Linked DNA regions of Callithrix jacchus: region 1 is linked to region 2. Evidence: chromatin contacts called from public Hi-C data. All regions are on one chromosome and are shown on one strand. Each heading gives the region's core, a stretch centred on a gene start, on an enhancer-like site or on the middle of the called end of the contact. The rest is flanking DNA. Distances are from core to core; before and after follow the strand shown. Region 1 overlaps ALG14 (ALG14 UDP-N-acetylglucosaminyltransferase subunit). Region 2 overlaps SLC44A3 (solute carrier family 44 member 3).

Evidence for each region. A called contact is a pair of places that touch in the nucleus more often than the background predicts.
Region 1: a contact with region 2 is called in a Hi-C map of induced pluripotent stem cells, with 3 times the contacts expected there. The contact joins two enhancer-like sites. A contact is called at or near these places in 2 of 3 Hi-C or Micro-C datasets (induced pluripotent stem cells and skeletal muscle).

What each region holds. Positions count from the first base shown.
Region 1 is chr7:133,005,968-133,011,996 of calJac240_pri, reverse strand. All of the region lies in intron 2 of ALG14 (ALG14 UDP-N-acetylglucosaminyltransferase subunit), which reads left to right. Among named protein-coding and RNA genes, the nearest start is that of ALG14, 31 kb to the left of the region's middle. Within about 2 kb of position 2,571, at least 3 of the 16 cell types and tissues checked have an H3K27ac peak or open chromatin away from gene starts, as enhancers often do.
Region 2 is chr7:132,823,593-132,829,382 of calJac240_pri, reverse strand. It overlaps SLC44A3 (solute carrier family 44 member 3), which reads right to left. Exons shown (of 15, transcript XM_009001749.4): 10 at 891-1,056. Among named protein-coding and RNA genes, the nearest start is that of SLC44A3, 35 kb to the right of the region's middle. Within about 2 kb of position 3,617, at least 4 of the 16 cell types and tissues checked have an H3K27ac peak or open chromatin away from gene starts, as enhancers often do.

The DNA.
Region 1 (6,029 bases), core at 1,322-3,821, 180 kb before region 2:
TGAACGTGGAATTCACAGAATTTCATGGCAGAAATGAGAGGAATCAAGCATGACTTCAAAGCTGTTGTTCTGAGCAATTATAAGAATGGGATTGCCATCACCAACCCTAAGAAGTCTGAAAGCAGAGCATCCCGATCTCCAAGCGTCTAAAGGGTTTCATGCCACCCAACAGCCACCCTTGCCTAGAGGAACCTGGGATTCAAAGGGACTTCCCAGACCCACTTTGCACAGATTCAAAACCATTTCCTAAATTCTACACATTTCTGGATTTTTTTCTCCCTCCTTTCTTGTCTTCCTTCCTCCGTCATTCCCCTTTCACTCTCCCTTTCTTCCTTTTTTCTCTCCTTACTCTCTTCGACCTTCGACCTTCTTTCTCTCTCCCCCCTCCTCTCTCCTCCTTTCCTTCTACTTCTCTTCCTCCTCTCTACCTTCCTCCTCCCTCTCACTTTTCCTCTCCCTCTCCCTCTCACTTTTCCTCTCCCTCTCCTCTTCCCCCTCTCCCTCCCTCCCCCAAAAGGTACTCGAAGCTTCAGAAATGGACCTGGCGGAGCCCCTCCAAGTGTTGAAGGACTTCTGTTTTTTCTCTGCAGTGTCACCCCCTCAGCCTGCCACCAGGTGGCAGTGCACTGCTGATCACTGAGCTGTTCACCTGCACTACTCTGTAGAGGTGGTAGAGAGCTGAACGTAGAGCTTCCAATAGGCCTTTTCACGCCTTGTTCTTTAATATGAACTAGGGCTTCTCATCCTCGTCCGCACTTGAGAATCAGTGGTTGAATAGACATCCGCAGACTATCAGACATTGGAGAAAAGCCTCTAAAACAAGGGAAGTCAAAAGTAACAATCAACGAAAGGAACTAGAGAAAAGGGCATTGCAGAGGCAGGAGTGGCAGTGGGGAGTTTAAAAGAAAACAATTATGGTCAAAGGAATGAAAGGGCCTTATTTCCCTAAAAAAAGAATGAGGCCAGGCACAGTGGCTTATGCCTATAATCCCAGCACTTTGGGAGGCTGAAGCAGGCAGATCACAAGGTCAGGAGTTCAAGACCAGCCTGGTCAATATGGTGAAACCCCGTCTCTACTAAAAATAGAAAAATTAGCCAGGTATGGTGGCACGTGCCTATAATCCCAGCTACTTGGGAGGCTGAGGCAGGAGATTCGCCTGAACCCAGGAGGAGGAGGTTGTGGTGAGCCAAGATCGCACCACTGCACTCCAGCCTGGGGACAGAGCAAGACTGTCTCAAAAAAAAAGAAAGAAAGAATGAGACCTATTTTTAAAAAATAAATAAATAACGACAGCAACAACAACAAAAACCCTTGGCTATTAAAATTTCGATTGCAGTAATAAAATTCAGTGACGGATTGGAAGATCATATTGAAGAACTCAAGAAAAAGATTAAAAGCATAATAAAAGCATAAAAAAATAGAGAAAAGTATGAAAATTAGACAACCAAACTGGATGTTGGAGGTCAATTATCCAGAAAGAACAAAGAAATGGGAAAAGTTCAAAATGAAACAAAATTATGACCTAGGGAAATTTCTAAAATAGAAGGACCTGACTTTTAAAATAAAAGGACTATCCTGCGTCCAATGAAACTGTAGTCACAAGATATGTCCGCAGTGTCAGAACTAACGGTAATGAGAAGGTATCAAAAACTTTCAGAACAAGCAAGGGAGTCACATTTGAGGTCCAAATAGAAGTACATGGAGCAGGGTCTCAAATGGATTCCTCATGTACCCTCTCATGGAGGGTGTGCCCCACTAAAACAAGGGGCACCCAAAAAGGGTGACTCAGCTCCAGGGATCTGGGCCTTGGACCAAGAGAGAAGGGAAGGGAATTCTTGGGACAGCAGTGAAGGGAGTTCCAGTGTGGAGACTTCATAGGTGGTCCTAGAGAGCAACCAGCTGGGAACAGAGCAAAGTGACAGAACTCCAGAAGAGATGATGCCAGGAAAGTAACAGGAATGATAAATAACCCCAAGAGTTTGACCAAACTAAGACCAAAGGAACTTTAAAACTGTGCGTGTGTGTTTGTATGTGTGTGAACATTCAAAGGACAATGAATGTTTTGAATGCAGAGGAGGGAGAGATCTCTGTGAGCTAGAGTGTTAGGTGGGGTGGGGGCTTCTTCCAAAGAGTAGGGAGATATTGGTTGATTTTTGGTTTTGTCTTTGAATATTTTTCTGTATTTTCTAAAGTTACAATTAGAAAACAGCTATTTTTTAGAAGCAAAACTAAGAATAGATACAAGCCCCAGTGGGAGTAACCACCTAATAATATGAAATATTTATTTTCTCTGTAAGTATCTAAATAAATGAATATTTATTTTCTGAAAAAATAATCCAAACACATACCACCATAAGCACCAATATTTTGAGGCTCATATCCTTTTATTTCAGAGGCACAAAAGTTTTGCTGCTAGTTTAATAAATAGGAATTCTTTTCATTTGCATTCTTTTTTTGGTTTTGCATTTTTGGTTTATATAAGAATCAGTGGCAGTTTGGTGGGTGCAGGATTTATCCACCAGCTCTTCTAAAATTAACATGACATTCTTCCACTAAACACCACCTACTGCTTTCCACAAGGTGGGGTGCTAACTTCACACAGTGGACTGAGATAGTGTACAGCTTGCTGAGATGTCTACATTGAGTGCATTTGTTGTTACCTTCCACAGTTCCTAAGCGTGTTTTTTTTAAGAGGCAGAGGTCCAGAGAGTTTGGTTCACACAATGTGACTGGTTGTCAGCGGGACCCATTTTGGGACATATTCATCTGTTCTCATACTGCTATAAAGCACTGCCCAAGACTGGCTAATTTATAAAGAAAAGAGGTTTGGGACCAAGGCTCATCCCTGTAATCCCAACACTTTGGGAGGTTGAGGCAGGTGGATCACCTGAGTTCAGGATTTCAAGACCATCCTAGCCAACATGGCGAAACCCCATCTCTACTAAAAATACAAAATTAGCTGGGTGTGGTAGCGCACACCTGTAATTCTAACTACTGGAGGGGCTGAGACTGGAGAATTGCTTGAACCCAGGTGGTGGAGGCTGAGTGTCTGCCCAGGCTGGGGTGCAGTAGCACAATCATAGCTCACTGCAGCTCTGAATTCCTGGGTTCAAGCAATCCTTCTGCCTCAGGCTCCCAAGTAACTGGGCAAGGCCCATCACACCCAGTTAATTTTTAAATTTTTGTTTTTGTAAAGATGGGATCTTGCTGTGTTGCCTACACTAGTCTCCCTCTGCCTTGACCTCCCAATCAGTTCTAAAAGAAATGTTTGTAAACTACATGGTTTCCATTGTGGGGCTTGGTTCTCAGTTTGTAAACGATAATGTATATTACAACTTGTGGTTTAACAGTTACGGTTTTGAGTGTGCTTAATGTATATGTGCACTTTTCCTCATTCACATGGACCTTAACTTACTGAATTACAGGTAAAAGTAAAAAAATCTCTTATTTGAAAGAAGACCAGACTAAATGAGTGAAATATTTGAATAAGAAAATATTTGTACTTTACTGCAAATAGAGATTCTGATGTGGCTATTTCCGTGAATAGATTATTATTTTTGACGTAGTATATCAGGTAGATGTATACATGCTTTTGAAGTATTTTAAACAGCTTAAGTGATTAAAATTCCTCCCCAAATCTCAATTATTCCTTCTTCTATCTCTAGCCCTAAGGCCAGTTAAACTTCCTTTAAATCATGTTCTGAATGGTTGAAATTAAAATAACTGTGAATAACATAATACAGTTATTTCAACCTTGTGGTAATTTAATCAATTTCCCTATGCCAGTTATATTTGTATTATATGGGATTCTTACAACATGCAGAGCAGTAATATTTTATAATATAGTACTGCTGTTTCTCCATTTTAAAGCAAATTAATGGCATTCTAATCACCAGTGTTTGGATTTAAAAACATAAATAGCACAATTTTTTTTTAATCGATACTATTGAGTACAAACATACAATTTGTTTTGTGCTGTTATAAAATCAGGACGTGGACGGTTTTGGAATTCCCTATGTCCTTCCTTTTGCACAGATGGAGGCTGTTAGATCTCTTGCAGCCTTTAGGCCCAAGGAAATAATTCTGGTAACATCTGTAGCACCTCCCGGCTTCATGTCTCTTTCTCTTCATGAGGAAGAGGATCTCTTATAGCATGTAGGAGAGAGAGCCCTAGCAAACATCTCCTGCCTCATGATACTCCAGTTGGGTTACACTCCCATCTTTCAGCTAATCATTGTAGCCAGGAGTCATTCTTCCATGTCGCTTAAGCCATTCCAGGCCTACTCTTAGAGGCAGGGTTAGGGGTGAAGGAAACAGGCAGCAAATCCCACCATACCATCCAGCTGAGAATATGAGAGGAACGAGTTACCCAAAGGAAAACTGTGGTATTGTCAAAAGAAGGAATCAATAAAGGCTGAGAAGAGAACAAATGTCATTTATAAAAGGCTTTAAAAGTCTTTTGAGCTGAAATCTCATAATTATTTCAGAAACCAACTACTTTTGTTTTTCCCTAAAGTCTGAGAGCACCAGGCAAGGAGAGGCTTCTGGAAGTAAAGTGAGGAGTGGCTACAGGCCCTGGGACAGAGCTGGAGCGGTAGCCTCCAGCCTCCTTTCTCTTCAGCAAGTCAATCTTGAACCAGGTGTGTGATCATGACGGCTAGTTAAGCATCCCTGATTTCAGCCAGGCCTCCTTGCTTCACAGTGGGAGACTGAGGTCCAGAGAGATTGATTCACACAAAGTGATTGGTTGTCAGCAGGACCCATTCTGGGACTGTATTCATCTGTTCTCATGCGGCTGTAAACAACTGCCTGAGGCTGGGTAATATATAAAGATGAGAGGTTGAGGTAGGCGGATCACCTGAGGTCAGGAGTTCAAGACCATCCTAGACAACATGGCGAAACCCCGTCTCTACTGAAAATACAAAAATTAACTGGCTGTGGTGACACACACCTGTAATTCCTACTACTTGAGGGGCTGAAACTGGAGAATTGCTTGAACCTGGGTGGTGGAGGCTGCAGTGAACCAAGATTGCACCACTGCACTATACCCTGGGTGACAGATTGAGACTCCATCCCAAAAAAAAAAAGAAAAAGTTTAATTAACTCACAGTTCTGCATGGCTGGGGAGGCCTCAGGAAACTTACAATAATAGCGGAAGGCACCTCTTCACAGGGCGACAGGGAGAGAATGAGTGCCCAGGAAAGGGAGAAGTCCCTTATAAAACCATCAGAACTCATGAGAACTAACTCACTGTCACAGGGGAACCACCCCCATGATTCAATTATCTCCACCTGGTTCCTCCCATGACATGTGGGGGTTATGGGAACTACAATTCAAGATAAGACTTGGGTGGGGACACAACCAGACTGTATCAGGGACCCACAGCACTCTCACTCATGTGACACTTCATGGCACTTTATCAAAACTATAGAATAAGTATCAACCAAGTACTTGAAGGACATACATATAAAAAAATTGTCGTAAATTATCGTCATCTTGATTCCATAATGATTAGTTGAACCATCCAACATACATTTAAAAATATACATTGTATTATTTTTAAATCGTTATGAAAGAAAGCCAAAACCTTTTTTGGTTGAATGAAATTTTACCATTTTAGCTTTGTCTTGTTTCCAGGATTTTTCAGTCGTGTGGCATTAACTATATAATAAATGTATTATATGTTTCAGTGTGTGGTAACAGCAAAGAATGACTTCATCGACCACTTAATCTCCTCTGTTGTGGTTGATGATGCCATCTGGATTCTTTGGTGGAATTATTTCCATCTAAATCACTATAAACTCCTATTTAGTTTTCACGAATCTAAAGCCAGATACGTCTGTGGTTTTTAACAGTGATGTAATTCTGGAACATACTTTGAAAGTTACAAGTTGTCATATACTGTTAGTATTTAACTCAGTGTTTCATACACTATCAGATACTAGAAGCCTGAAGTAAATCCATTTCTCTGTTTTTTTTGCTCTTCAATATTCTACTTTTCTTGTCTCTCTTGCCACCATACATTTGG
Region 2 (5,790 bases), core at 2,368-4,867:
GTGGGGTGAGAGTCCCACACAGAAGAGGTAAAGAGTTCAGGGGTGTGTGTGTTTGGATGTGTCCTCAATTGCTTTCAGAGGTGATGGGGATATAAGCAGAGAAGCAAGTAACTAATTCACTAGTACTTAACTATAATATAAATTATATTTTGTGGGTACATACAATTCCTTTAGGATTAATTTTCCCCCCAAGCAAATGTTATTGGATTTTGCAGAGCAGAAAGTGAGGCTCACAGAGTTTACTGAAGCATATTCAAAATAGACCAGTAATTTTTTTGTCTAAAGTCAATTTGGATGGATATTCATAAGGGAGTTCGACACTTCCTTTTTTTTTTTTTTTTTTTTTTAATATTAAAAGAATGGCAGGTATGGTGGCTCACTCACGCCTGTAATCCCAGCACTTTGGAAAGCCAAGGCAGGTGGATCACAAGGTCAAGAGTTCAAGACCATCTTGGCCAACATGGTGAAACCCCATCTCTACTAAAAATACAAAAATTAGCCGTGCATGGTGGCAGGTGCCTGTAGTCCCAGCTATTTAGTAGGCTGAGGCAGGAGAATCACTTGAACCTGGGAGGCGGAGGTTGCAGTGAGCAGAGATTGCACCACCATGCTCCAGCCCCTTTTTATCTTTCAAGTCTAAGCAATGTGATCTCTCCCTGTTTGGCTTCTTTCTCAATTTTCCAGCTTAAAGCAAAAGAGGTTGGAAATGTGACAGATTTAGGGCATAATATTTCTTCTCACCATCAAATGAGCATACAGCCTAATTTTTAGCTTAGTCTTTTATTCTTGCCAACTCATTTTAAGGGGCTAGGTCAACATTCCCAAATATCTTTTGATATATTAACATGAAGCACATAGATAAACCAATAGAAAACAAACACTGGACCTACCTGTTGAAATAACGAGTAACCACTGCTCCAGCTACAGTCATTTGCTGGCACGCAAGGATGAATTCACTAGTCCAGATGAGGCCAATTAAATGGTACCACCACATGTACCGAATACCTGAAAGGGGCTTATATTCCACTTGGCCACCTTCCATAACCTGGGCAGTTCCTAAAGTTTAAAACACAAACATCCTTTATATCAGTGTTTTCCTCAGCACGAACCATAGTTCAACAAGCCGTGTTTCTTTATGCCTGGCCTTTGGCATTACATAAAACAGATGTCAAAGTCAAGTACCCACCATAATTTATAATATACATAGCAAAAAATAAATATCAGGAACACACATTTAACTTCTAAACCAACAGTGATCATCACAGTGATCATTGGTAGGCAATTTCCAAGACACCTGACATATACTGTAATACTCATCTCATTCTGTGGATATGAAAACAGGTTTAGAAGAGGCAAGCAGGCCAGGTGCGGTGGCTCACACCTGTAATCCCAGCACTTTGGGAGGCCAAGGCAGGCAGATCACACGAGCTCAGGAGTTTAAGACCAGCCTAGCCAACATGATGAAACTCTGCTTCTACAAATATTAAATACAAAAATTAGTCAAGCATGATGGCAGATGCCTGTAGCTCCAGCTACTTGGGAGACTGAGGCAGGAGAATCGCTTGAACCCAGGAGATGGAGGTTGCAGTGAGCCAAGATCATGCTACTGCACTCCAGCCTGGGTGACAGAGCGAGACTCTGGTCTCAAAAAAAAGAAAAGAAGAGACAAGTAACTTTTGTAAAGTCTCAGAGTTCATAATTAGTAGAAGGAAAATAAAAACCTGAACACGTGGGACTCTAAAAATTCATAGTTTTCCTACCATATCATTTTGTGACGATGCAAACAAAACTTGTTACATTGATGAAACCACACAAGGATGTTAGTACCACATTATAGAACCCTTCTTCACCAAACATTTAAACTTTGTGAAAGAGACAGTATCTTTGTTTTCTCAAAAGGATCTAGTTCAGATTTCATTTCAAGAGCAAACTCTCTTAGCACATTTAAAATGTCTACTGGGGCTCAGCGTTAACCTTCCCAGGTTCAGATCCCAGCTTTGCCTCTTTGTGGGTAGCCCAGGACAAGTTATTTGGCCTCTCGGGGTTTTAGATTCCTCATCTAGAATACCTGGAGGAGTTTTAGATTCCTTATCTAGAATGCCTGGAGGAGTTTTAGATTCCTTATCTAGAATGCCTGGAGGAGTTTTAGATTCCTTATCTAGAATGCCTGGAGGAGTTTTAGATTCCTTATCTAGAATACCTATATCCTGGTGGTAGTCTGAGGATGGGGTGAGATTACCTGGAAAGTACTTGGTATTGTGCCCAGCCCATAGAAATAGCATCCCATAAGTGATCATGGTTTATTACTATCATTAAATTTCAGGAGCACAGTGTTACATTCAACTGAGGCCAGCAAGGTTGCTCTAATGTTTTGCCATTCACATAGGTATATCCTGCCTTCTTTTCTCTCCTCTAAAGAAGTCCTTGAATTAGCTCTGCAGACACTGGTAAATCCAAATCCCAGCTTTGTTGCTGCATACGAATTTTAGATATTTTCCCACTATGAATTTTAAATCAACTAGTGTAAAGAAGATCTTTGGTTCTGGTCATTGGTGAAACCTATAGCTTGAAGAACATTTAGAGATTGTTTCATATTTCCTGTCATAGCTATAAACTGACTTTAGGTTTGTCATTCAGGAGTTCTTAGATATTCACAGTAGGGTCTGTGCGAAGGAAAGGGGAGGATAACTGCTGTAGATCAAAAACTGATTCCACTGACTAAGACTGATCTTAATTCCCAAGCTCTATGTTCTGTCGAACAAGAGTTACATTGTAAAAAACAGTGGAGCAACTTGATTTACGGAGAGATCAATATTTTATGAATGCTGGGCTCACTTTGGCTTGGAGGCAATATTTGTTTTGGGTAAGGGATGGATAAATGCTTATGCTTTTCCAAAAAGGGGTGTGATTCAGGACATGCTTCAGGACACATTCCCAATTCCAGAGGAGGTGTCCCCTCCCAGAGTCCCTGTTTGGTAGGTGAGGTCAGTGGACTTTGAGAACCACTCTGGAATATCAGAAGTGCTCTGGGCCAGGGAACAAGTACCTGCTCCTCCTACAAGGCCCAGCAGTATCGGCTACAGATCATGGTTCTGCAAAACCAAGTTCACAATATCACGAATAGTGAGTGAGGGCAGAGAACGTTTCCACAGAACAGGAAGGATGGTTTCTCCAAACGAAGGTAAATATGTCCTGCTGGACCTGAACGCTAATGGGGGCCAGTCTCTCCTCTCAGCTGCCTTGTGTTGTCAAGGGCACATATGCACACACCTCCCAACCTGGCACAATCAGCGGTAGGAGCGGCTAAAGTGATGAGTCAAGATCCACTTAGACATTATAAAGCCTTTGGCATTCCCCAAGAAGCAGAACTCGCACGTTATTTTTGAGTGATCACTACTGTATCTGAACATCCTTATCAAAGCCATCTTCTATTTGTTCCTGGGGGTGTTTAGGACTTTCCTTTAGGGTAGAGTTTCTCACTGACATTGTGGACCAGATCTTCACTGGGGCTGAGGCTGTCCTGCGCCCTGAAGGGTGTTAGCAACTTGCCACGCCTCTCTACACAGAAGCCAGGACGCTCTCCCACGCCCACCAGCCACGACAACCCAAAAATGTGTCCACGCATTGCTAAATGCTACATCGGGACAAAAAGTCACCTGGAAGGGCCGCTTGAGAACCACTGGGTTGGACAAACATTCAGGGGTGCGCTGGCTTCAGGATGAAAGCCAGGACACAAGCTGGATCCAGCTCGGAGCCTGTAGTTGCAGAGCCTGTGGGTGGGGCAGAGGTGATCAGGCGCACATGACTGCCCTCTCCTGGATGGCTGGTCAGTGCAGGCAAGATCCCCTCATCACATGACAGTTGCTTTGTCTTTATGGATTGGGCACTACCGCTGCTATCATGGGTAGCTAATGTGTGTTAATGTGAACTAGATTATGGGTAGATCCCAAGATAGGATGAATCTCAGGGGACGGTGGTGGGAAGAGCACTGAATTGGGAGAAGGCTTGGTTCCAGGCTCAGCTTTGAAATGTGTGACAAGCAATGTGGGCCACCGCTCTCTGATGGTGAAGAGAGTAGACAGGATGAACTTGGGACAGTGATTACTGGCTTGGGCTTGAGAGTCATACAGCCCGAGAATCACACCTCTGCACTGTCCCCTAATGGCTGAGCAACCTCGGACAAAGAGTGGGACTTCTTTGAAATCTGCCGCATCACTTGAAATTGGAGGATAGTAATACTACTTCTCACGCTCTTGGTGATCTCGTCCTGTCTTGGGGCTCTAAGTGCCATACCCACAGCTGTTATGAGTTAAATTTAGTAAACAGGTAAGGCTCTTAGAATACTAAGAGCAATCAGGTCAGCTATAGTGAGTGCCATACAGGGTTAGCAATAAATGAGATATAGGTGGATAGAATCCCAATTCTGAAATTAACTTACATATTTATTGAGCATCTACTGCATGCTGGCATTATGCTGGACCTCAGTTATTAGGGGGAACAATAAAAGAGGCCAAAAAAAAAAAATCAGCGTGAGGATGCCATCTGAGTTACTATCGGAAACTTTCATGCTCCCATACCGTTCCATTCATTTCCCCTTCTTCTGCATAACTGTTTTATAAATTCCCCTTCAACCTTCAAGAGCTTCCTTCCCATCCTCACTCTCAATGATCTTACTTCCTGTTCCTCTGAGAAAACTGGTGCAATCAGAAAAACCTCTGGTAGTGCCAACCGCCTAATACCTACCTGCTATCAACACAGGTCCATCATCTGAGCCCTCTCCCTGAACATTAATAAATGGTCCATGATCTTATGGCCCACACTTCACCAGAGCCCACTCTTTCTCATCTATGTGAACATAGCTCTTCAATTTATTTTTTTTTTGGAGGCAGGGGATGGAGTCTCACTCTGTTGCCCAGGCTGGAGTAGCAGTGGTGCAATCTCAGCACACTGCAATCTTTGTTTCGTGGGTTCAAGTGATTCTCCTGCCTCAGCCTCCCAAGTAGCTGGGACTACAGGCATGTCCCACCATGCCCAGCTAATTTTTGCATTTTTAGTAGAGACGGTTTCACCATGTTGGCCTCTGCTCTCCATCTCTTGACCTCGTGATCCACTTGGCCTCCCAAAGTGTTGGGATTATAGGCATAAGCCACCATGCCTGGCCACTCTGCAGTAATTTTCACTCTTTATCAAAATCTTTCTCTCTACTGAATCATTCTCAACTATCTCCCATCTTTAAGAAAAATCTACTATGAACTCTTTCCTCTTCCAGCTTCCTCCCCATTTCTGTTCCTTTTAACAGCGAAATTCCTCAAGATTGTCTACACTTACTCTTTCCAATTCTTTTCCTCCCAATTTCTCTTCACCTACTTCAATCATGATCATTCAGCGGTCAGTCCTTAGTTCTCCCTCAGAGGCCACAGTTGCCACACTGGACCCCGCACAGCTCTGTGAAACCCTTCGCCTGCATTCCAGGGCACCATACCCACTTTCTTCTTCCACCCGCTGGTCACTCCCTTTCAGTCTTCTGTTTGTTCTCCCTTATCTCCAGGGCATGATGAAGTGCCTTAAAGCACAGTCCTTGGATTTCTTCCCCTCTCTATCTACATTCATTCTAATCTCATGGTTTTAAGTAATATTAATATGTTCCCAAGTTCCTAAATGTAAATCCTAGCCAGGACCTCCTGCACTAACTTCAGACTCAGACAGCTAACTGCCTACTCGAGATTTATACCTGGCGGTCTAAAAGACATTTCAATTAAAGCAACTAAAAATTAATTTCTGATCTACCTT